Regions from separate parts of the Mus musculus genome. Here all the other regions are linked to region 7. Evidence: chromatin contacts called from public ChIA-PET, HiChIP or PLAC-seq and promoter capture Hi-C data. All regions are on one chromosome and are shown on one strand. Each heading gives the region's core, a stretch centred on a gene start, on an enhancer-like site or on the middle of the called end of the contact. The rest is flanking DNA. Distances are from core to core; before and after follow the strand shown. Region 1 overlaps Alpk3 (alpha-kinase 3). Region 2 holds the start of Slc28a1 (solute carrier family 28 (sodium-coupled nucleoside transporter), member 1). Region 3 holds the start of Zfp592 (zinc finger protein 592). Region 4 holds the start of Sec11a (SEC11 homolog A, signal peptidase complex subunit). Region 5 holds the start of Pde8a (phosphodiesterase 8A). Region 6 overlaps Slc28a1 (solute carrier family 28 (sodium-coupled nucleoside transporter), member 1). Region 7 holds the start of Furin (furin (paired basic amino acid cleaving enzyme)).

What was found. Promoter capture Hi-C pulls out the DNA fragments that hold promoters and counts their contacts. ChIA-PET counts read pairs in DNA pulled down with a chosen protein or histone mark. HiChIP or PLAC-seq counts read pairs in DNA pulled down with a chosen protein or histone mark. Capture Hi-C pulls out chosen DNA fragments and counts their contacts.
Region 1: an RNA polymerase II ChIA-PET map of memory CD8 T cells shows a contact between it and region 7, with 10 read pairs. The contact joins the enhancer-like site here to the promoter of Furin in region 7. A contact is called at or near these places in 2 of 484 Hi-C or Micro-C datasets (the G1E-ER4 cell line and embryonic stem cells), 2 of 115 datasets of contacts at active chromatin or transcription factors (embryonic stem cells and memory CD8 T cells) and 3 of 9 other capture datasets (adipose tissue, embryonic stem cells and liver).
Region 2: a contact with region 7 is called in a promoter capture Hi-C map of embryonic stem cells, with 2.9 times the contacts expected there. The contact joins the promoter of Slc28a1 here to the promoter of Furin in region 7. A contact is called at or near these places in 3 of 39 promoter capture datasets (embryonic stem cells, liver and pre-B cells).
Region 3: a contact with region 7 is called in an RNA polymerase II ChIA-PET map of memory CD8 T cells, with 48 read pairs. The contact joins the promoter of Zfp592 here to the promoter of Furin in region 7. A contact is called at or near these places in 1 of 39 promoter capture datasets (embryonic stem cells), 4 of 484 Hi-C or Micro-C datasets (the HL-1 cell line, cardiomyocytes, embryonic stem cells and 1 more), 2 of 115 datasets of contacts at active chromatin or transcription factors (large pre-B cells and memory CD8 T cells) and 2 of 9 other capture datasets (adipose tissue and liver).
Region 4: a contact with region 7 is called in a promoter capture Hi-C map of pancreatic islet. The contact joins the promoter of Sec11a here to the promoter of Furin in region 7. A contact is called at or near these places in 2 of 39 promoter capture datasets (embryonic stem cells and pre-B cells), 1 of 484 Hi-C or Micro-C datasets (embryonic stem cells), 3 of 115 datasets of contacts at active chromatin or transcription factors (astrocytes, large pre-B cells and memory CD8 T cells) and 2 of 9 other capture datasets (liver and pancreatic islet).
Region 5: a contact with region 7 is called in a promoter capture Hi-C map of adipose tissue, with 2.9 times the contacts expected there. The contact joins the promoter of Pde8a here to the promoter of Furin in region 7. A contact is called at or near these places in 1 of 115 datasets of contacts at active chromatin or transcription factors (memory CD8 T cells) and 2 of 9 other capture datasets (adipose tissue and liver).
Region 6: an H3K27ac HiChIP or PLAC-seq map of embryonic stem cells shows a contact between it and region 7, with 3 times the contacts expected there. The contact joins the enhancer-like site here to the promoter of Furin in region 7. A contact is called at or near these places in 1 of 39 promoter capture datasets (cranial neural crest), 1 of 15 datasets of contacts at CTCF or cohesin (large pre-B cells), 1 of 484 Hi-C or Micro-C datasets (embryonic stem cells) and 5 of 115 datasets of contacts at active chromatin or transcription factors (embryonic stem cells, memory CD8 T cells, regulatory T cells and 1 more).

The regions. Positions count from the first base shown.
Region 1 is chr7:81,074,279-81,076,978 of GRCm38.p6, reverse strand. Alpk3 (alpha-kinase 3) reads right to left here. Exons shown (of 14, transcript NM_054085.2): 4 at 1-106. Among named protein-coding and RNA genes, the nearest start is that of Alpk3, 18 kb to the right of the region's middle. Within about 2 kb of position 1,393, at least 100 of the 459 cell types and tissues checked have an H3K27ac peak or open chromatin away from gene starts, as enhancers often do. A contact at or near this core is called in the G1E-ER4 cell line, adipose tissue, embryonic stem cells and 2 more, where this site is marked.
Region 2 is chr7:81,113,403-81,116,368 of GRCm38.p6, reverse strand. It overlaps Slc28a1 (solute carrier family 28 (sodium-coupled nucleoside transporter), member 1), which reads right to left and starts at 1,570. Exons shown (of 18, transcript NM_001004184.3): 1 at 1,492-1,570; 2 at 735-846. The coding sequence starts at 830.
Region 3 is chr7:80,992,368-80,995,067 of GRCm38.p6, reverse strand. Zfp592 (zinc finger protein 592) reads right to left here and starts at 1,384. Exons shown (of 10, transcript NM_178707.4): 1 at 1,306-1,384.
Region 4 is chr7:80,946,268-80,949,195 of GRCm38.p6, reverse strand. Sec11a (SEC11 homolog A, signal peptidase complex subunit) reads left to right here and starts at 1,646. Exons shown (of 6, transcript NM_019951.1): 1 at 1,646-1,794. The coding sequence starts at 1,744.
Region 5 is chr7:81,211,888-81,214,802 of GRCm38.p6, reverse strand. Pde8a (phosphodiesterase 8A) reads right to left here and starts at 1,538. Exons shown (of 22, transcript NM_008803.3): 1 at 715-1,538. The coding sequence starts at 888.
Region 6 is chr7:81,140,419-81,143,206 of GRCm38.p6, reverse strand. Slc28a1 (solute carrier family 28 (sodium-coupled nucleoside transporter), member 1) reads right to left here. Exons shown (of 18, transcript NM_001004184.3): 10 at 1,163-1,243. Among named protein-coding and RNA genes, the nearest start is that of Slc28a1, 27 kb to the right of the region's middle. Within about 2 kb of position 1,381, at least 11 of the 459 cell types and tissues checked have an H3K27ac peak or open chromatin away from gene starts, as enhancers often do. A contact at or near this core is called in embryonic stem cells, where this site is marked.
Region 7 is chr7:80,401,422-80,404,363 of GRCm38.p6, reverse strand. It overlaps Furin (furin (paired basic amino acid cleaving enzyme)), which reads left to right and starts at 1,552. Exons shown (of 16, transcript NM_011046.3): 1 at 1,552-1,834.

The DNA of each region.
Region 1 (2,700 bases), core at 144-2,643, 670 kb before region 7:
AGGGTGTGACGGTTGCCTTGATGAGTGATCTCGTATTTTGGCAAGCCACAGTAACGGTCCAGTTCTATGTCATCCTTGTACCAGGTCACCTCTGGCTCTGGGTATCCTGACAAGGAAGCAAGAGATTGAATAATAGTAGGTGAGATCCAAAGTAGTGGGAGGAGACGCAGAGGCAAGGGCTTCGAGCTGTCTGAAGAGACTGGACGGTTCCAGTGCCCCGGGCCCTCCGGAGGCACTGTCCCTGTCACTCAGCTCAGCTTCAGAAAGTAGGATCTGTCAAAGCAGAAAGCATTCTCCCCTCTGACTGAAAGGATGAGAACTAGGGGGAAGAGACTTCTTAGCTTTCAACTAGAAGAGAGATCTTTTATTTATTCACTTATTTGTTTATTTATTCATTTATTGGTCTCTTTGAAACTGGGTTTCTCTGTGTAGCCCTGGCTATCCTGGAACTCACTCTGTAGACCAGGCTGGCTTCAAATTCACAGGGATCCACCTGCCTCTGCCTCCAGAGTGCTGAGATTAAAGGCACATGACACCATCACTTGGCTTATTATTATTATTATTAAGACAGGGTCTTTCTATATAGGCCTTGCTGTCCTGGAACCATGTAGACTAGGCTGGCCTTGAACTCACAGAGCCCTGCCTGCCTCTGCCTCTGAGTGCTGGGATAGAGATGTGCGCCACTGCACCTGAGCCTGCAGAAGCCGTCTGTGGAGCTTTTTATGCCTTGTCTTCCATCTCTACTCCTGTTTCCTCTGCTACACTTGAACTGTCCGTCGAAGTCAACTGTGACGTGCACATTGCTAAATCGCTCGTTGATCCTTAGGCCTGACTGCCTACTTCCTAGACTGGCTTTAGCTGCTCAAGGAGCAGCAAGGACCCCCTGCTGTTGCAACCTCTAGTCCAGCCCTCTCCTCTCAACTCCAGACTGTACATTGACTTCATATCTGCACTTGACGGCCTAGCAGGCCACAGGTGTGACCCATCCGACTCCTTATCCGTATCCCAAGCCTATTCACACACAGCTCAGTAAGGGGACAACCCATCCCCCAGTGTGGCTCAGGCCACAGCCCCGAGTCCTCCTTTTTCCTTTCTTCTCACACTCACCCTGTCAGATAGTCCTACAGGCTCACCCTTGGGAGCAGACCCAGGATCTGACCATTTCCTGTCACATCCTAGTCCCCACCACTTTCATGCCCCACTTGGGTCCCAGGGAGACCTTCCTTGATGGCCTCGCTGCCCCTGTCGTGGCCTCTCTTCAATTGGAAACGCCACAAGCAGAGTGTGACTTCAGATCCATCTACTCTCAGCCACACTCAGAGCACCCCAGGAGCCCCACCTCACACAGGCACACACAGTCTGCACCCTGTCGCTGTGGCAGTGACCTGATCTCATCTCCCTCTCCCATTTGTGAGCCGCACCCCCGCCTCAGTCTTGCTGGCTCACACTAACAGCCCAGGAGGCCACATCCTGCGCCACTCTGCTTCCTGTCTAACTCCTCACAGAGGCCTTCCAACAGCCTGTGCGAGCCTGTGGCTCTCTCCCCTCAGCCTTGCTGTCCTCCCTCGTCTTGCATCTTTCTTCCTAGAGCACACTGCCATGAGACACACTGAGCTTGTTAATTTGTGTGTGTCCTGTCTGTCACAGTGTGCCCATCACAGAATATCGAATATTGGCTTCGTGACAGCGGGGACTTATCTGTGTTCGTCAATGCTGCATCCCCAGTTCCTAGAATAGTGCCTGGTAATGCAATCCACAATAAGTAAATATTTACCAATGAATACATCAACTGTATGGAGAACTATGGTCCAGAGAAAGAAGCGAGCTCCTTGGCTGGGGATTTGGTCTTGGATCAAGTAATACTGAAGGCATGGGTGCATACCCCCAGTCACCAGCCCCTCCCCTTCCCGCCACTAATCACACCTTAGCTTAGCTCCTTGGCCATCTCTCCTACTAGACCCAAGACTCAAGTGGGCAGGAGCCATCCTGTGTTCACTACCGTATCTCTATCGCCTGCACCAGTGCCTGCATAGCGGTTCCTCCATAACCCCCTGTCAGAGGAGCAAGCAAAGGAGTAAGGAACAGGAAACAAACCCACGGGAGCCCCATCCGAGGCATATGAGGAAGGGCAAAGGGCAAGCAAGGGAAGTCGAACATCAGCGGGGAGCAGGGGAGGCAGGGCTACAGCCGGCTGGGCCAGGAACAAACTGGGCTGTGCTGGCTGTAAACTGAGCCCTGTGTTTCCACTGTGCGCTAAAGCCCTGGGTTACATCACTGTGCGTGTGGCTAGGGCAAGCACAGGTGCTCTCACCATCTTGTGGGATGATCTCACCCACCAGGGCCTTGGAGTCTTCTGCCTCATGACCTGCCCGGGAGGGACATCCTCAGCCTGCAGTCCAAGAGAGGCTGGAGTGGGGCAAAGGCCTGGGACAAGGAGGGGAACAGGGAGTGGCCTACACAGCTGAGCCTGAGCCACAGGAACACCCCATAATTCTGCCAATAATGGGGATCAGGGCTTCATAGCAAGAGTGGCTTTGAAGCTGGGCGGTGGTGGTGCACGCCTTTAATTCCAGCACTTGGGAGGCAGAGGCAGGCTGATTTCTGAGTTCAAGGACAGCCTGGTCTACAAAGTGAGTTCCAGGACAGCCAGGGCTGCACAGAGAAACCCTGTCTTGAAAAACAAAACAAAACAAAACAAAA
Region 2 (2,966 bases), core at 321-2,820, 710 kb before region 7:
GAAGACTGAGATAGAGACTGGACTGCTGCATGGGAAATGGGGTGCCTCTTAATTAAATTCTTCAATGCATGCATTGAGCATCTACTATGTACAGACATATCCTGCCTCAGCATTTCACTCTGGCTTCCTGGAGACCCGAAGGAAACCCTTAAGGAAGATCCCAGGCAGGCCCGCCCCACTGCATGACTCCAGGGCACTTCTTACTGCACTGTCCAAGTAGGGGGCTAGGGGGCACTTGGTAAAGAAGAGGGAGCCTTGTTAGGGAAGGGAGGGAGGGCAGAAGGTATCATGTCAAGCTTTTCAGTCCTCTGCTTGGCCTTTGGGGAGCCAAGACAAGATGGCAAGTTCTTTAAATGCCAAGGACACCCCACCCCATCATCTGCTTCCCCTCTCATCTTGTAGACCAGATGTTCTTCCCTCCTGGGACCTTTGCTGACAGCACACAGTGGGTACATCACACAGTGGGTACTCAGAACATGTTTAAGGGGTGAAATAAAGGGGGTGCTTTGTGCTGGGGAGGTACTACACAAGCAGAGCTCAGAGCACAGAGTGAAACACACAGTCCCCCAGCCCATAGCTGCCAGTCAAGCTGAGGGGCCCTCCCACTATGAGCTGCTAGTCAAACTGAGCCACCCCACCTAGTGAGATGCCAATCAAGCTGAGCCCCACACCACCCCACACCCCTGTGAGATGCCAGTCAGGCTGAGGAGGTGCTATAGGGGAAGAGGACAGACCATTATTTCCAGGAACTCGGCCCCCATGTTCTCCAGGCCATGGGCCACAGGTGTGAGGGAAATGGACTCTCGTTGCCTCGGTGTGTCGTCTGCCATGTGCTAGGCTCTTCAGCTGAAAGACAAAGATGTCACAGAGGGTCCACAGCCGAAAGGAGGGCCAGGAGAGAGAAAAGGAACCAGAGAGGGAGGGCGAGGGGGAGGGGAAAGGGAGAGGGAGAGAGAAGGGGAGAGTGGGAGAGACACCCTTTCTGCCCTCTCTCCTGATCCTGGGAGATGCAAGTCCTTGTAAGCTCCAACAGTGAACTGTCCCTTAGTCACCAGTCACCAGGAAGGGAAAGAGGGGATGGCGTAGGCACTGGTGTGGGCACGGCTCAGAAAAGAGCCCTTAGTTATCTTTACTTCCTACAACCGGTGAAAATCATTGGCAGGGGAGGAAGTGCTCATTTCATCCATCTTGAAGCCAGCGCTACCCAGGACTGTTCCACTCAAAACCGAACATTCCTCATTCTCAGTGAAGCTGCTTTTAGATGTTAGCTCACCTGCAAATGAGAGCCCAAACTCCCGTTTCCCCACTGCGGTCCCTCTCTTGCCCACACCTTAGGCCTTCCCTACTCAACAGCAGCTGGCTAAGCAGATCTTCCCCAGACACAGACCCTCAGAGGGCATGTGGAGCATGCAGCCAGGGCTGGGGGATGCCTGCTACCTGGGCACTCGCATTCACTGCTGTACGGAGAGGAGAGGAGCCCACACTACTCACAGATTTGTAGTGAGAAGGCAGCGTCAGGAGGGATTGACTGTTAAGAACTGACTGACTGAAGCACAGGTTGCTGTGGGAGGGCTGGGTCCAACCTGCTTGGGCTTTGGCCTGTTCACTTCTGTGGAAATTCCTGGGCAGAGTCCAAAACTGAAGTAGGTTGGGCTTCCCCAGAGCTCAGGGCCACCGCAGGGGCGGGGACCCCAGCCTGTTTCAGAAAAAGCATGATGGGGTAGCCTGGCTCACTCAAGCCGGGTCCTCTGTGGTCCTGCCCTCTGTCTGCTGCCCTTTCCCAAACCAACCTCTTCCTGGCCTTGCTCCAGGACGCCTCCTTTGGGAAGCCACCTTGGTTACTCTCTCCCTCCTCTTTCTGTCAGCATCCTGGAAATGTGTCTTCGTGTTGTGGCTCAGCCTCCTTTTCTCACAGTATCGGCGACTCGTTTTCCAAAACTAGAAGATATTGAAAGCGCTGTCTTTATCACAAACAGGTGGTGGCTCGGGGCTAAGCATCACACAGTCGCAGAAACAAGCCAAAATCACACCATTTCCTTCTCCCCTTTCTTCCTAGAGTGACACCCGAGTTACACGTGCAAAGTTGGGGGACAACACTTTCATCTACAGTCTTCAAACTAAATTTAAACTTACCTGACAGGATTTAATAATTGATGATGCACACTCTTTAATAATTAATTATCTTTTATGATACAAAAGATGCCTCACACAGAGGCATACACTGGCTGTTTTGGAAAAATGGAAAAGAAGAGGCTGGACATAAGTGGTACCCCCTGTTCTTAGAAACTATCTGTTTCTATTGGGGTTAGGAGAATATCGTCTCATCTAACCCAGCCTGACTTTGAACCTGCTATGTAGCCGAAGTTAGCCCTAAACACCCAATCCTCTGGCCTCCACATGTCCAATACTGGGATTCCAGGTGTGCATCTCCACACCCCTGGTCATGCGGAATGAAGCATGAAGGTGTTATAGAAATATACAGAGCCTAAGAATTTTTCTTATTTCCCCTTAAGTATACACTATTTTGTTATTCATTTTCCAATAGGAAATTGTACTGTTGCAGGGTTTTCACAACTTGCTTATCTGAATATACATATACACACACATACACATGGACACATACCTATATTGTATCTGGAGATACATATACACACACATGGACACATACCTATATTGTATCTGGAGATACATATACACACACATGGATACATACGTATATTGTATCTGGAGATACATATACGCACACATGGACACATACGTATATTGTATCTCGAGATACAATACCCACTGTCAGGTCACTGGTCCCCTTGATCATAAGATAAATGTTTACCTTGAGCAAGACTGGGATGGGGCCAGAGCAGATACTGAAGGAGCCCCCCTCAGCCTCAATGAAGGGAAAGGACCTTATCCGCTTTGATGCCTCTGTTCTCAGTGGCTCCTCTTGTGCGTGCGCGCGCGCACACAAA
Region 3 (2,700 bases), core at 135-2,634, 590 kb before region 7:
ATGGCGCATACTACAAATACTCAGAAAAAAAAATGTTTTCAGTTAGGCATGGTTGCCTGAAGTCCCAACTACGGGGGAGGTTTAAGACCGGAGCTTGGTGGCCAACCTGGTTAAAAGTGGAGATGGGGGGAGGGGTAATGAACCAAAGCCATCTTCAGTGGAGCTGTAGAAATGGTCCAAAAAAAAAAAAAAAAAAAAAAAAGCACCAGGCTCCTTTCTCTTTCCCACTGTAATGTACCTGTCAGTTTAGCAAATAGACTTCTGAAGTCCCACTCAGCACCCATCAGGCCAAGCACATTGTGTGCTCAGCCGGTGTACACCTGACACAATCACACTCTAGCTCCTACACGAGCACAGGCCACGGGCAAACCCTGGTCCAAACCCATTTTACCCACCCGAATCCCACTCTCCTAAAGCAGAAACTATCTAGGCTTGTCCTGGCTACAAAGCATGCTCCCTGGGTGGGCCTGTAGGTTGTTTCAACCCTGGACTTTTAATGTCACCTCTGGTCTGCTCGTAAAAATAGTTAAAAAAAAAAAAAAATACCTGACCACCTCCAATAATCTTAGGTTCTCAAGAGCAGGCATACCTAAGGTCATACGGACCCCTCCCCCTCACAAAAGCTGCTTCAAGGCCAGGAGGCCATCTGTCCAGCAGACGCTCTCCTGTCCTCCCCCTCCCCGGGTCACACGGAGCCTTTCCCCACTAGCCCCTCGGTTGGCAGGAAGAGACCCCGCAGAGAAATCAGTTCAAGCCTGATCAACAGGCCTGGTCACCCCCCCCTAAGCACCCCAACTCTGGAGGAGGAAGACTTGTCTGCCCCGGGAGAAGGAACCCCCGGGGTCAGAACTTGGGCGAGGCTGAGGGGGAGACTGAGGGGCGCCGAGGAGGGCCGATGTTCTAAGTGTCTGCCCAGTGACGGCGCCAGGTCCTCGCGCGGCGGGGACCGTGGAGCTGACAGGGCGTCCCAGCCTGGTGAAGTGCACCGTTATCCCTGCCTGGGCCGGGGGCTCGGCGGGCGGCCGCCTGTCGCGCGCGGGACGACAGCGGAGTGCCCGGGCCGCCCCGATCGGCGGGCGGCGGCGGCGGAAGGGGTCCGGGCCGGGGGCGGGGTAGGGTGGTGGCCAGGGCCCGCCTGGCGGCGATCGGGGGAAGTGGCTGCCGCCTGGGGCGGCGGGCAGGGTCCACCAGGCTGCAGGGCCGGGCCGCGGCGCGGGCAGAGCCCGCTCCTCTCAGACTCCCCTGCCCGAGCTGGAGCGGCCCGGATGGTGGCCTCGCCCCGTCCAGGCGGCGGGGGGCGCTTACCTGGCGGCGGCGGCGGCGGCGGCAGCGACAGGCCCCGGGCTCGGCCGCGCGCGTCCCCAGCGCCGGCTGCGGGAGCCACAACATGGCGACGGCGGTGGCGGGCGGGGCTGCGGCTCCGGGGGCGGAGCGGGGGCGGGAGCCGGGCTGGCGGCGGGACCTGGCTGAGGCCGCGGGTGGGAAGGGCGGGCGGAAGGCGACTCGGGCCTGGGCACCGGCCAGGGCGGTGCGGCTATAGAGCTGCCCCGGCCCGGCCCGGCCCGGCCTGGCCTGGCCCGGCCCCGCGCCTTCCGCCTCCCTCCCGCCTCAGGCTGGTGCGACCCTGGCTACGCTGACTCCGGGGAGGGGCGGGGCGAGGACGGCGCAGGCAGGACCGGGACTCCGACCTGGGCTGGCTCCCGCCGCCCTTGGCGCGGCCTCTCCCGGCCACCTGGGCCCGGGAAGCTCGGACGCGCCTCTGAGGCCTCGGTGCGGCCCAGGCCGCCTGCCGGAGGGACGCGTTGTACCTTCGCGGCTATGGGCCGACCGGACGCCGAGCGCCTCAAGAGCTCGGAAGAAGTCGTCTTCGCGGAGAGCTGGGCGAGTCGGGCCTAGGCAGCACTGCTAAGTGAAAGGAAGCAGGAGGGCAGTGGGCCTGGGCACTCAGGTGCGCCTTAAATGGCTACTCGTCGCAGGATGGAAGGACATGCTTGCGGGCGCGGGGCGCTCAGACGTGTTACCTCTGGGGGAGCCAAGGGACGCTCGGAGAGTGGAATGGAGGTGGAGGGGTTGGGGTGGAGGGAGCTGATAACCTCTCAGGGTGGACTGGCAATTCGCAGGCTCACCAGGGAGGCTGTGACTCCAGGGCAAGAACTCGGAGAGGCGGCCGACAAAAAAATTACCAAGTTGACCCGCAGGACTTTCCAAGAACCTGGAGTCCCTTGGGGACGCGATAGTAAGGCAGCAGGGTCGGACGGTGGGAACTGGCAGGCCAGTTCTGGTGCCAGGCAGGATTGCTAAGCATGAGCAAATTCCTCCCGAAGAAACCAGGAAAAAGCCCACACTTGGCAAAAGGGCCAGAGCTGACATTCAGCTGAGTCTGCTGTGTGCCAGGACCCGACAGAACCCAACACCTGCATGAGGAGTGCGGTAGTGATGAAGGAGTGAAGGCAGTTACGAGAAATTATTCTTTCCAGAAGTTTGGCAGGGAGAGGAAGGGAAAACTAGCCTCCATCTTAAGAAGGAGTAAAAAGAAAGGTTTGTTTCATTTGTTCCAGTTTGAGAGAGAGCGAGAGCTCAAGGAGCCAAAGACAGAGTCATTTATAGTTTATATCCCAGAAAGATGGGAAATGGGGAAGAGGAAGTCCAAGGAAAAGGCGTGTTGTCCAACAAGATTCGAAAGATGAATAAAGATAGAAA
Region 4 (2,928 bases), core at 397-2,896, 540 kb before region 7:
TTTTTGTGTGTGTGCCTGGGCATGGGTGTGTGCATATGAATATGTGTCCATAGAGTCCAGAAGAGGGTGCCAGATCCCTTGGAGCTGGAGTTACAGGTTAGCTACTAAAAATGGGTGCTAGGAATTGTACTGGAGTTCTCTGGAAGAGCAGCCAGTGCCAGGGATCTGTCTGTCTCTGCCTCCCAGCACTGACATTACAAATCTATGCTACTATGCCCAGCTTTTTTTTTTTTTTTTTTTTTTTTTGGTAGCATCTCTCTATTATGAATCTCTGGCTGTCCTGGAATTCACTATTTAGACCAGGCTGGCCTCGAACTTGCAGAGATCTACCTGTCTTCCCCCCATCACCCACTTGTACGAGATGCTTTTAAAGCTTCCCAACTAAATAGCTTATTCACCTTTTTTGGACCCACAGGATTTTGAGCTGCTCTTGGGGCTCTTCAAGGCACAAAATACAGGGTCAAAGCTCATTCCCACTTAATTTGAACTTAGGTTGAATTTAACACTGACAAGCTTATGTGAAGGTTTCTACTAGCCAGAATTTAGATCGAGAACCACATCAACAGTTATTAATGAAGAAGTCATTCTGATACACATATCTGGTACTGTCACGGAAGCTGGGATACCTATGGGGCACCCCATGGGGGTTTCTATGTATTTTCTTTTATAAAACTTTCTAACTTGGAAATTCTAAACATTTCCTATCCCATCTCAGTAAATGTAAGGTTTCTACTAATAGTTGAAGATAGTCTTTCTCTCTTTCCTCTCTTTAAATTCAAGTACTGATTTTGTGCCTTATACATGCCAGCTGTGCGGCCACCACTGGGAATTTAACAGTGAACAAGACATCAGCGGTTTCCTTTCCATTCTCACACCTACTTTATTGTGCTATAATTCACATACCATACAGTCCACTAAGGCGCACAATTCAATGGTTTTAGTATATACATGGAGTTGTACATCTATCACCCACCAAAAGAAACCCCATGGCAATGATGTCACTTCTAATCCCCGCCCCTGTGAAAATTTGCGGGTCAAATAAATGGCTCACATCCAAGTGTCAGGAGACAAAGCAAATCACTGTTGGTAAAGGTCAAAACTGAGACGGGTCTTCCTGGCCACCTGCACCACCAGTGCCCTCATGACACTAAGGCATCTTGTGATCAATTGGCGTGTGTGTGTGTGTGTGTGTGTGTGTGTGTGTGTGTGTGTGTGTGTGTATACAATGCTTTAAAAGACACACACAGCTTCCGGTAGCGAACCGCAGCGTGCTCCACCTGAGAACAAACAGCAAGGCACCACGTCCCGAGCCACACCCGTGCCCCAGCAGCACGCAGGAAGACACCGACTTCGCGCTGGCGCAGACTCGGCTTCCGATTGGCCAGGCCTGTCCAAGGGCCCGCCTTCCGCACGCTGTGGGCTTAGCTAACCTAGGGTCACTGTCTTCGGGAGCCGCCGCGCGGGCTGAGCACAGAAAGCAGCCTTCAGCCGGTTCTCGGCCGGAGAAGGCTACGGTCCTTTTTTGACAAGGCCAGGCCCTGGGCTGTTCTAGGGGGCTCACAAGTCATTCTTTGTCCATTCTCTGCTCAGAAGGGAGGAGCTTCGCCTGCTCCCGCCCCGGAAGCGGAAGTGCAGGCATCAGGGGGTTCTGTCCACGGTGAGCCCGGCCCGTGTTGCAGCGGTCCCTCTTGGTGGTTCTATCGCGCCCTCTTGGCTGCTAGTTGTCGCGCTCTCCATCTCACCATGCTGTCTCTAGACTTTCTAGACGATGTGCGGCGGATGAACAAGAGGCAGGTGAGACGGGCCGCCCTCTCTCTCTCTGCCAGGGTTCCTCTGGTCTCTTTGCCGTTGCGGGGCGCCCCGCGGATCTCTGGGCGGGATTGAGGGCCTGCGTGGGTCGGTTGCCTGTATGGATCATTTCTTTCTTTGCAGACTGTAGGTAGCCAAGACCTCTTTGCCCCCATTCATAGCACCAGATTCGGGGGACCGAGAGGGAAGGAGAGAACCTTTGCGATCCCTTCCCCCCGAGGAGGCAGGGGAGTAAGTGAAAACTATAGGGCGCTTTGTAAGTGGGAGTTTGGGACACTGTAAAGCGGCAGACTTAACCGTTTCTGGTGGGGCTCTGGGGAAAGCCATTACAGGTCCCACAGGAGCCGTTGTGTTGCTTTCATTGTGTAGCCACCTTTCAGCCCAGCTAGACCTCAGTGAGCTTCATCCATTTTAACTAGGGTCACTCTAAGCTCGGAGTTGAATCTGTTATACCACTTGTGTGCCAGTTTCCTTGGCAGAAAGGTGACAGTCCACTGAATCTTTGATGATAGATGTCAGTGGAACAGAAATCTTGAAACTTAAATCAGATTTTATCCTTCAGTCTTGCTGTCTTCTAGCTCATGTGTTAGAAGGTACTGAGAACACGGTCACCTTTTTGTCTCCTGAACCGAATGTTCTGGTAGCAATTGACCTTTTCCCTGCCTCCCTACCCCCCTCGTATTTTGGTATTAAGAATTGTCTCATTTAAAGATTTGGTTTATTTTGGAACAGGACTTTGTTTTGCCCTGTTTATAATTATTACATAGAAAAGTAGGTCCGTCTCTTCTTAGACATACATACAAAATTGTGAGACATTCCAGTCAGAACAGCTTTAAGGAGTAGCTGTCACTTAACTGTCTTCTGTATGGACTCCTATTTCGGTGATGGGGATCAATACCAGGGCCTTGCATTCATCACAGGCTACCAGAACCGCGCTTCTAGTTTTGAAAGACCTTATTTTTATTACTTTATTTCGAGACAGAGTCTTGCTATGTAGTCCTCCTGCCTCAGCCTCATGAGAGGTAGATTTATAGATATATGTCACAACATGGCATCACTGGCTGGTATGACTCTGCCCTGTTGCCTGGAACTCACCGTGTAGCCCAAGCTGGCTTTGAG
Region 5 (2,915 bases), core at 289-2,788, 810 kb before region 7:
CTTCAGAAAACCTTCGCCCTGGAAACTTTTGATAAAAGCTGAGGCAAAAGGCGCTGGAGAAGCCACGCAACAAACAACAAAACAGAAAACCCTGCAAGTCCCAGGCAGACTGCCTCCATACAAAATTAACTTCGCCCTGCTGAATCCTTCGAGGGTCACGGTCACGTCTCCAGTAGTATTTTCTAATTACACAGGCTTTAAATACCACACGTATGCTAACAAACCTGAACTTCAGATAAAGCGTGCAGTGAAGCCAAACCTATGTTCCAGGTTACATTTCAATGGCCCCCAAAAAAGTGGAAAAGTGAAACTGCTTGTGCAATGAGAGGACAGAGGTTGGGATAAGCTAGGCAGGGGGTGAGGGGGGGGGGGAACTGGTGGCATCTAAGACCCTTCCCAGTGCGGACAACCCTTGCCTTTCTACTCTGGGAATGCCAGAGCAAAGTGCACTCTGGTTTACCATGTCAGGAACGTGCCGGGGATATCCCGGGTCCCCCACCCACCCCGCTGGGAGAAAACTGACTCGCCGCGTCCGACCCCGGCCGGGAAGGAACGGACACGGCGGATCCCGCGGCGCCGCGTCATAGCCCTGTTAAGCCTCGGTCCGCGACAGCCCGCAAACGCGGGCGGCTGGCGTCGGTCAACGCCAGGGCGGCTGCCTAGAGGGCCCCCAGTGCCCCGCGTTTGTTTCCCCGCCCTCCCAGTGCGGCTCACCTTCGAGGCGCCGTTATCCCGAGGCTGAGGCTCCACGAGCCCGGGCGCGGTCGACCATCGCTGAATAGATCTCGGCGCGGGGCCCGGGACGTCCACGTCCACGTCCTCGTCCTCGCCGTCGCTGTGGCTAAACGTTCGGTTTTCGGAAGTGTGGATGCTCGGGGCGCAGCCCATACTGGCGGCGGCGGCACCGCGGACTCGCTGGCGGGCAGCCGCGATCCGGTCAGCAAACGGCCCGCCCGGCGCCTCGGGGCCGCCGCGGGCGCCGTGTCATCGCGGCCTGAGCGGGCGGGCGGGCAGGCGGGTGGGCGGCGGCGGCAAGCGCGGGTCTCGCGTCAGGAAGCGCGGCCGCCCCTTTTATTGCGCTGCGGGCGCGGCGGCCGTGGGGAGGGGGCGCTGGGGCGAGAGGCGCGCCGCGGACGCCCCTCCGAACATGCCCTTCCTGAGGCGGGAGCCGCCGCTGTCTCCCTCACATCGCCGCGCGCGCCGCAGCCGCCGCGCTTCCGGGGAAATGTCGGGGGTGGAGATTTGCGCTCTCGCCACCGGGAGCCGCGAGCCCGCGCCGCGTTTGCACCGCCGCCCTCGCCTCGTCTGACTCTCGAGGAAACGGGCGCTCGCTCGCCTGGCGGTGCCTCTCCTCGGCCCGGCGGACGGCTGGGTGAGCGCCCCTAGTCGGGCTACCGTAGGGGAGCCCAGCCCTCGGCGCCCGCACTCCGAGCTGGGGACCCGCTCGCTGACGGAGCGAGCGCCTCGACTCCGGTCGGGCCGCGCCGTCGAGAAGCGCCGAGGCGGCTGCGCGAGCCAGGAGTTGAGCATCCGAGACTCCCGCTCCGTGCTCCGGACCGCGTCTTGCGGGCAACTCGCCGCGCCCAGCCCCCAGCGGTGACCTCCAGCGGCTGCTGGCGTCAATGCAAAGCAGCTGGGGCGCCCGCCGCCCGCTCCCTGTACCGCCCGTCCAAGAGCATGCGCGGCCGCGACCGCAGGGGCACCTAGCCAGCCCGTCCGGAGAAAGGAAAGGACTTGCTGAAGGATACAGAGCCATTCTGCTTCAGGGGCTACCGAGTTCGTTCACTGTCAGGTCACTGTGTTTGAGATTTGGAGCTATCGTCCGTTAAGAGACCAGTTGGAAGGACCTCAGTCCGAAGCGTTCCGAAGTCCATGGGGAACTACACTCCAGGTCCCAGGCGTTATTACCAGGGATAGCCCTTGCTCCAAGACCTGGCACGTCACGCCTCTGGTTGCACTCAGACCTGTGGGACTGCAATATTTCGAAGTTGGTTAGGGAAAGCCGGTCCTCTTAACCAAAGGACGATTCCAGGTTCGACAGTCCCAAGGATCCGAACCAAATGAAGAGTTGTGCGTCCGTCCAGCAGGGATCAGAACTGCAGCCCCCCAAGTGCTACCAGATAGCTAGCTGTGTGACTCCAGATGAGTCTCTTAACCTCTCGGTAGCTGAAACTGGAGGGCGACGCCCCTGGGTGTGCATCTGATACCCAGAGCCAGCCACTTCGAGGGCCTTCCCGCCCTTCTTTGCTCTCTAGGTCCACCGGGACCCTGGCGGGACCGGGACGTAGCTTCCTTTCCTCAGTCCACACCTTTCCTACACGCACCCGGGTGCGACCCTGAGTGGCTGAGACTCCTGCCCGCGGACTGGCTACTGTTAAGACCCGGAGATGTGCTCCGGGCTGAAGTCCCTGCTGTGACAGACACAGGTGCTTGGTCCCTGTGGCAGCTGCAACGTCCTTGAGCATCGATCTTCGCCACCAAAGGAGGATACAGGGCGGCTTCCGGAGCGGATAAGGCTGGAGCAGCTTTAGAAACTGGTTCTCTTTTCTGGCCTTTGGCACGCGGCTCCTTTGTCAAGTTAAAGCACGCTGTCCTATAAAAATATGACTGGCTCCTCCAAGGTGTCTTGAAAAACAGGAAAAGTTTTTGTACTGACACCCGTTATTCCACCCAGTCTGTGGTGTTTTCAACTAGCAGTCTTAGAGGGTAGATTTTTTGTTTTGTTTTTTTTTGTTTTGTTTTGTTTTTTTTCAGCTGGTAGCTGGATCCCTAGAGAAATTGCCTTTAGCCAAGATGCACGTACAAGTCTAAGGCTCTTCTCTCCGCCCACCAAAAGTCTGGCCTTGACAACTCCACAGTGACCTTGCTAGTGAAGCTCCAGGAAGCCCCGGCCCTCCCCTCGCGGACTGGCTCAC
Region 6 (2,788 bases), core at 132-2,631, 740 kb before region 7:
GGACAATGACCCTCAATCCCACAATCCACTTGGCTCAGTTCCCACCCTCACTGGTGTGACATCATTTTCTGTATAAATTAGGGGATCACCCCCTCCTTGCTCTCTTTTTCCTCTCTCTTTCTTCTCTTCTTCCCCCTCTTTCTCTCTTTTTCCTCTTCTCTGCCCTTCTACCTGCTTCGCTGCCCCTCTATCTCTGCACGTGGAACCTCTCCCACGTGGAACCACCTTGGCCTAGTCTGCTGTTTGGTTTATCCGCTCAATATATATAGATAGATAGATATAGATTAATATTATTTGATATTAATTAACACATCAAGGCCTAGGTCAGCAGATTGGAGAGGAAGTCTCTGAGATGACAATTAATCAGATGAATAACAATTACCTTTACATCTTGCACCATAACAAAAATCAGGCCAATACTTTCTTTAAATAAATAAATAAATAAATAAATAATAATAATAATAAGGTACCACTTGGCGAGGGTATCTCTTAGGGACTCCCTGACTTCCATAGTCTCCTTCTTGGGAAGGTTAGGCCTGAAGAGACTCAGGAGTCCTGGTGCCTTCAGAACTATATTATTTTAAGAAATACATTTCAAGCCGGGCGTGGTGGCGCACGCCTTTGATCCCAGCACTCGGGAGGCAAAGGCAGGCAGATTTCTGAGTTCAAAGCCAGCCTGGTCTACAGAGTGAGTTCCAGGACAGCCAGAGCTATACAGAGAAACCCTGTCTCGAAAAAACAAAAGAAAAAAGAAAAAAAAAAAAAAAAGAAATACATTTCAGGCAAAGCAAAACTAAGTAGACCAAATGATACAGTGGAAAGAAGCCTGATCAAGGAAAAACAAACAAACAAACACCAACTGACTAAATGACTAAGTGTGTCTTTATTTATCCCTGCAGGATCTTGGCCAAATTAGTCACATCTCCCTAGCCTCAGTTTCCCCGGTTAGCCTGTCAGTATCTAAGCTGATAACAACAGCCCAGGCTGAAGTGACAGAGGTGCCAAATGGACCATGTGGGTGGTTGGCATGACACAGGCAGGACTTGTAGCATCCCTGGGCAGCAGCCTTCTGTGAACCTGGGGACAGGTTAAATGGCTCTCCCTTGAATTAGATTGGATCCCTGCCCCCCTCCAGTCTCTTTGGGGTAGTTGCAGTACCTACCTGGCTCACAAAGATGTTTCCTGCCACACTTAGGGTTTCAGTGGCTGAGGTGCCCATGGTGACCTGCATCAACCAGGCAATCTGGAAAAAACCAGCGTACTCATGAGTGGCCATTAGCAAGCCAGAGTCAGAAAGAGTTGGGGGTGAAAGTACCCAACTCTTCTAGCCCAGGACCCTGAAGTGGTTTGAACCTTAATTAGCATTGGAGCAGTTTTAAAAGAGGTGATCAGGGAACTGGGGAGGTGGCAGTGTGGAGGTTTGGTCTTTTGCTTCGTATTGTAATGCTAAATTCTGTAAATTCTTTTAAAGGGGAGTAAATTCTCACCTTTAAAAGCTTTTTGTTGTGCAAACCTTGTTCCTAGATTTAAAACTATTGGTTAAATAAAATTGCTACAGCCAATTACTGGAGGAATGAGAGGTAGGTGTGTTTGGAGTGACCTGGATTGGGGTGGGGTGGAGGAGAGCTGAGGAAGAGAAGGAAGGAGAGAGGAGAGAGGAAGCTACCCATGAGGGGAGATGAACTATGAGCATGTGGCCAGGAGAAACAGCATGTATCTAGGGTACACTGCTAGGGAGGTAGCCAGGCCAGCAGTTAGAAAAGAAGATTAGGGGTGGCCCCCAGTAGTTGTCAAAGCCAAATAAAATAACTATAGTCTGAGTCTCATTTATTTGTAAGCTAGTCGGGGATAAGCTTAAAACTGGTTGTACTACAGCTCAGTTGGTCAGGTCAGGACCCATGTAACCCCAGTGCTGTAGAGGGAGACACAGGAGGATCTCTGGGCCTTGCTGGCAGCCAGTCCACCCAAGTCAGTAAACTCAGGCTCAGTGAGAGATCCTATCTCAGAAGATGAGGTGGAGGGTCAGCAAACCAGCTAAGGTGAGCAAACTGCATTTGTCACCAAGTCTGACGACCTTAGTTTGATTGCCAGGACCCACAGAGTGGGAAGAGAACCAACTCCTGCTAGCTGTCCTCTGACGGCGACACAAGTCTGGCATGCATACATATATGTATATTTATATGGGTTTGTTTTCTGTGTATGTGTGTGCAGATGCTGGAAGCTTAGAGAAAAAGGCATCAGATCCCTTGGAGCTGGAGTTTCAGGGAGTTATGAGCTACCAAGGTGAACAATGGGAACCCAACAAGGTCTTCTGCAAGGGCAGCAGTACAAATTCTTAACTGCCGCTGAGCCATCTCTCCAGCCCAGCCAACAACAACAACAACAACCTTGTTGGCTGGGCATGGTAGCACACATTTTTAATTCCAGGACTCACGAGGCAGAGGCAAGCAGATTCTGTGATTTCAAAGTCAGCCTGGTCTACATATTGAGTTCTAGGACATCCAGGGCTACAAAATAAGACCATGTCTTTAAAAAAAAAAATCATTCACCATAATGTAGTCTACAGAGTGGGAAAATATCTTAACCAACCCTACATCAGACAGAGGACTGATATCCAAAATATATAAAGAACTTAAGAAATTAGACACCAACAAACCAAATAACCCAACTTAAAATGAGGCAGTGTTAAACAGAATTCTCAACAGAGGAATCTCTAATGGCTGAGAAGCACTTAATGAAATGTTCAACATCAGGGAAATGCAAATCAAAATGACTCTGAGATTCTATC
Region 7 (2,942 bases), core at 303-2,802:
TCTGAGGTAAACTTTCAGGTCACAGGACAATTGGGAGGAGCACTAGGGGACTCCCTTGCTAGATAGGGCCAACCCTGTCCCTATTTCCCCTAAATGGGTGATGTTGCTCATAGCCTAAGGAAAATCTCTGACTCACTTCCTGCCTCAGTCTCACCACAAGAGTATTGTTCTCCCAAATGTGCATGTGGTGGTGCTGGTGGGGGCTACCCCACAGTGGTCCCCACAGGTCTTAGCTCCTTCTAAGGGAAAGCCCCCAATCTGGGAGGAACCAGACTTTTAGAGACCCCATGTCTGCAGTGTTTTAACGGATGCTCAAATAACAGATTCAGTTAACTTCATACACATCTCCATTTTCAGAGGGATAAATCGGGGCTCTGAGAATTTAAGGTTCGAAATAATGCAAAATAGTACCGCAAGGATTTGAGCCCAACTTTCCTGGACGACTTTCCACACAAATGATACGTGTGTATGTGTGTATGTGTACTACTTTGAGGGTTTTGAGGCAAAGTCTCATGTGGCCAGGTTATCTCACAGAGAGCAAGAAGGGATGTGCAGAGGCCGCTGGCGACCTTGGAACAACCCAGCCTGGGAAGATCTTGGCCCGGTTCCCCTCTTCTTTCTCAGCTCGAGCAGAATGTCAACCTTCCGCCAAGTAGCACAGCCGTTTTCTAGGGCAGGAACCCAGGGAGGGAAGGGCTCTGGCTGGTATACTGTAAGTAGCTTGGAGTGAAACGCTGCCAAGTCTGAGGCCTGCTAAGTTGTGTAGCTTAAGGAAAATTATTTAAACTTTGTGTGCCTCAGTTTCCTTATCTGTAAAGTGGGATTAATAATGTCATCCTGAGCGGATTATGTGGATTAAGGAATGTACATAAGGAGAAGATAGGGTGAACTGATTGGCCCAGTGCCTAGCTCTCCGTTGTTGCAGGGGGAAAAAAAAGTATTGGGAAAAAAAAAAAACCATAAAAGGAGGTGGGCTATTTCTGTTTATCCACCTGTCTCTACAAAAGCAAATAAAACTGTGACTCCTCTAACTGGAGGCACGAGGGCTGCCCTGCCGCTGTGAGATCCGACCTGAGAGTGGAGTTGCCCCAGGTCCGCCATCCCAGGGCGCTTCCCTTGACTATCCCCAAACTCAAAACTCGGGACCCAGGAACCTCGGGCAAGGCAGGGCCAGCTTGGACTCTCCCCAAACCCCCCGACCCTCGGCCCTTCCCTCGCCATCTCGCCCGCGGGCTCCCAGTCCGGGTCTCCGAAACCATCTGCCCGGGAGTTTGCGGGGCCAAGAGCCTAACGCGGTGCGGACCGAGGGGCCTGGGGTGGCGCGCAGGGACCACGCTCCCTACCCGCCCCGCTGGCAGCCGCAGACAGGGCGCCCCGAGAACGCAGGGCCCGCCGCGTGGAGCTCTCTGAACACCGGCCGGGCCCGGCCGGGCCCGGCCTGACCCGACCCGGGCGGCGAACGGGCCGGGCCGGCTGCGGCCGCCGAGCGCGGAGGTGGCGCCGCGAGGGGGAGGGGCGCGGCGCGGAGGAGGAGGAGCCCGGGCCGCCGCCGCCGCCGCCGCCGCTGTGACAGCGGCCCGAGTAAACAAGCCGCGCCGCCGCGGCCGGGCCGCTGCCCCCCGCCCGCGCCCGAGCCCAGGCCGAGCCTTGCCCTGGTCGCCGGCCGGGCCGAGGCCGCGCCGCCGCGCCTCCCCGCCTGCGCGCCGTGACGCCGCTGCCGGGCGCGGGGACCGCCGGAGCCAGGCCCCCGCCGCCGGGCTCCGTGCTCGGCCGAGGGGTACCCGAGCGGCCGCGGCGCTCGTCCGGAAAAGTTTCCCCGCCCGGGCTCCCCAGGGTAAGCGGCGAGGGCGCGCGGCCCGGGGCCGGGGAGGCGGCGCGCTGGGGAACCGGGCCCGGAGCGGGCGGGGGAGCGCGGAGCCGGGCGGCGCAGCCCCGGGCCTCGCCGGCCGCCGGGCTCTGGTCGCGGATTCTCGGCCGCCGCGGCGGGAGGACGGGAGCCGCGCAGCCCACCTGAGCGCCGGGCTTGGGCCCGCGCCGGTACTTTTCCGCTGGGGCCGGGGCGAGCCCTATGACCTCAGGAAGCGCCGGCGGGGCCCCTGCTGGGGCGGGCTAGGCAGAGCATTCCTCGGACTCTGGGTGCTCCCGCCTGCCCGCGGTCCTCCGTGGCCCCGGCGGCCGGGGCCTGCGCCTGGTGGGGCGCGCTCCCGGGAGGGCACGGGGTCCTCGGCCGCCTGGCACACCTGTACGGCCGGAGCGGTCGGGGGCGGATTTCGCGTGCGCGCACAGGCCGGCTTGGGGGAGGCTCGCTCCGGGCTGCCTCCTGCCGAGGCCTGGCCGAGGCCCCTGCTGCCCCCATCCATCGGGTGGCTAGCCGAGGGGCGGCCTGCTTGCCATACAGGTCTGACAGCAGACACTAGTCTGCTCGGTGCCGCCGTTCCCACCGCCCCAGGGCTTTGCGCCTAGGGGAAGTGGACTTTCATCTCTCTGAAGCACTGGGATTCTCTCTGACTTGGGAAGTGCCAAGACGACGCAGGTGATGTGGCCCAGTGAGGGCATGTGGCTGCTGGCCAGGTGTGGACATAGAAAAGGAGGGTGGGCGAGCAGATTAGGTGTGTGTTTCCTGTTTTGGGCTTCTATCTAAAATTTGTATTTTTTTAAAAAGAGGATCCTATGGCTTAAAAAAAGTTTGAAAGCCTCTGTCCTAATAGTTTTTAACCACCAAGGAAACTGAGGCCCAGAGAGTGGAAATGACTTGTGTAAGTAGTTGAGCAGGGACTAGGAGTTAAAATTTCCTGGGAGGTGCCTGTAACAGGACCTGCCTTGGGGTCTCTGCTGGAAAGAGAGACCTGATTGGGTTTCCCAGCAGTCTTTGGTGGCTTGCTCTGTGGCTGCCTCAGCTGGGTCTCCAGGTCCTAGAAACAGCAGCCACACCTGGGGGTAAG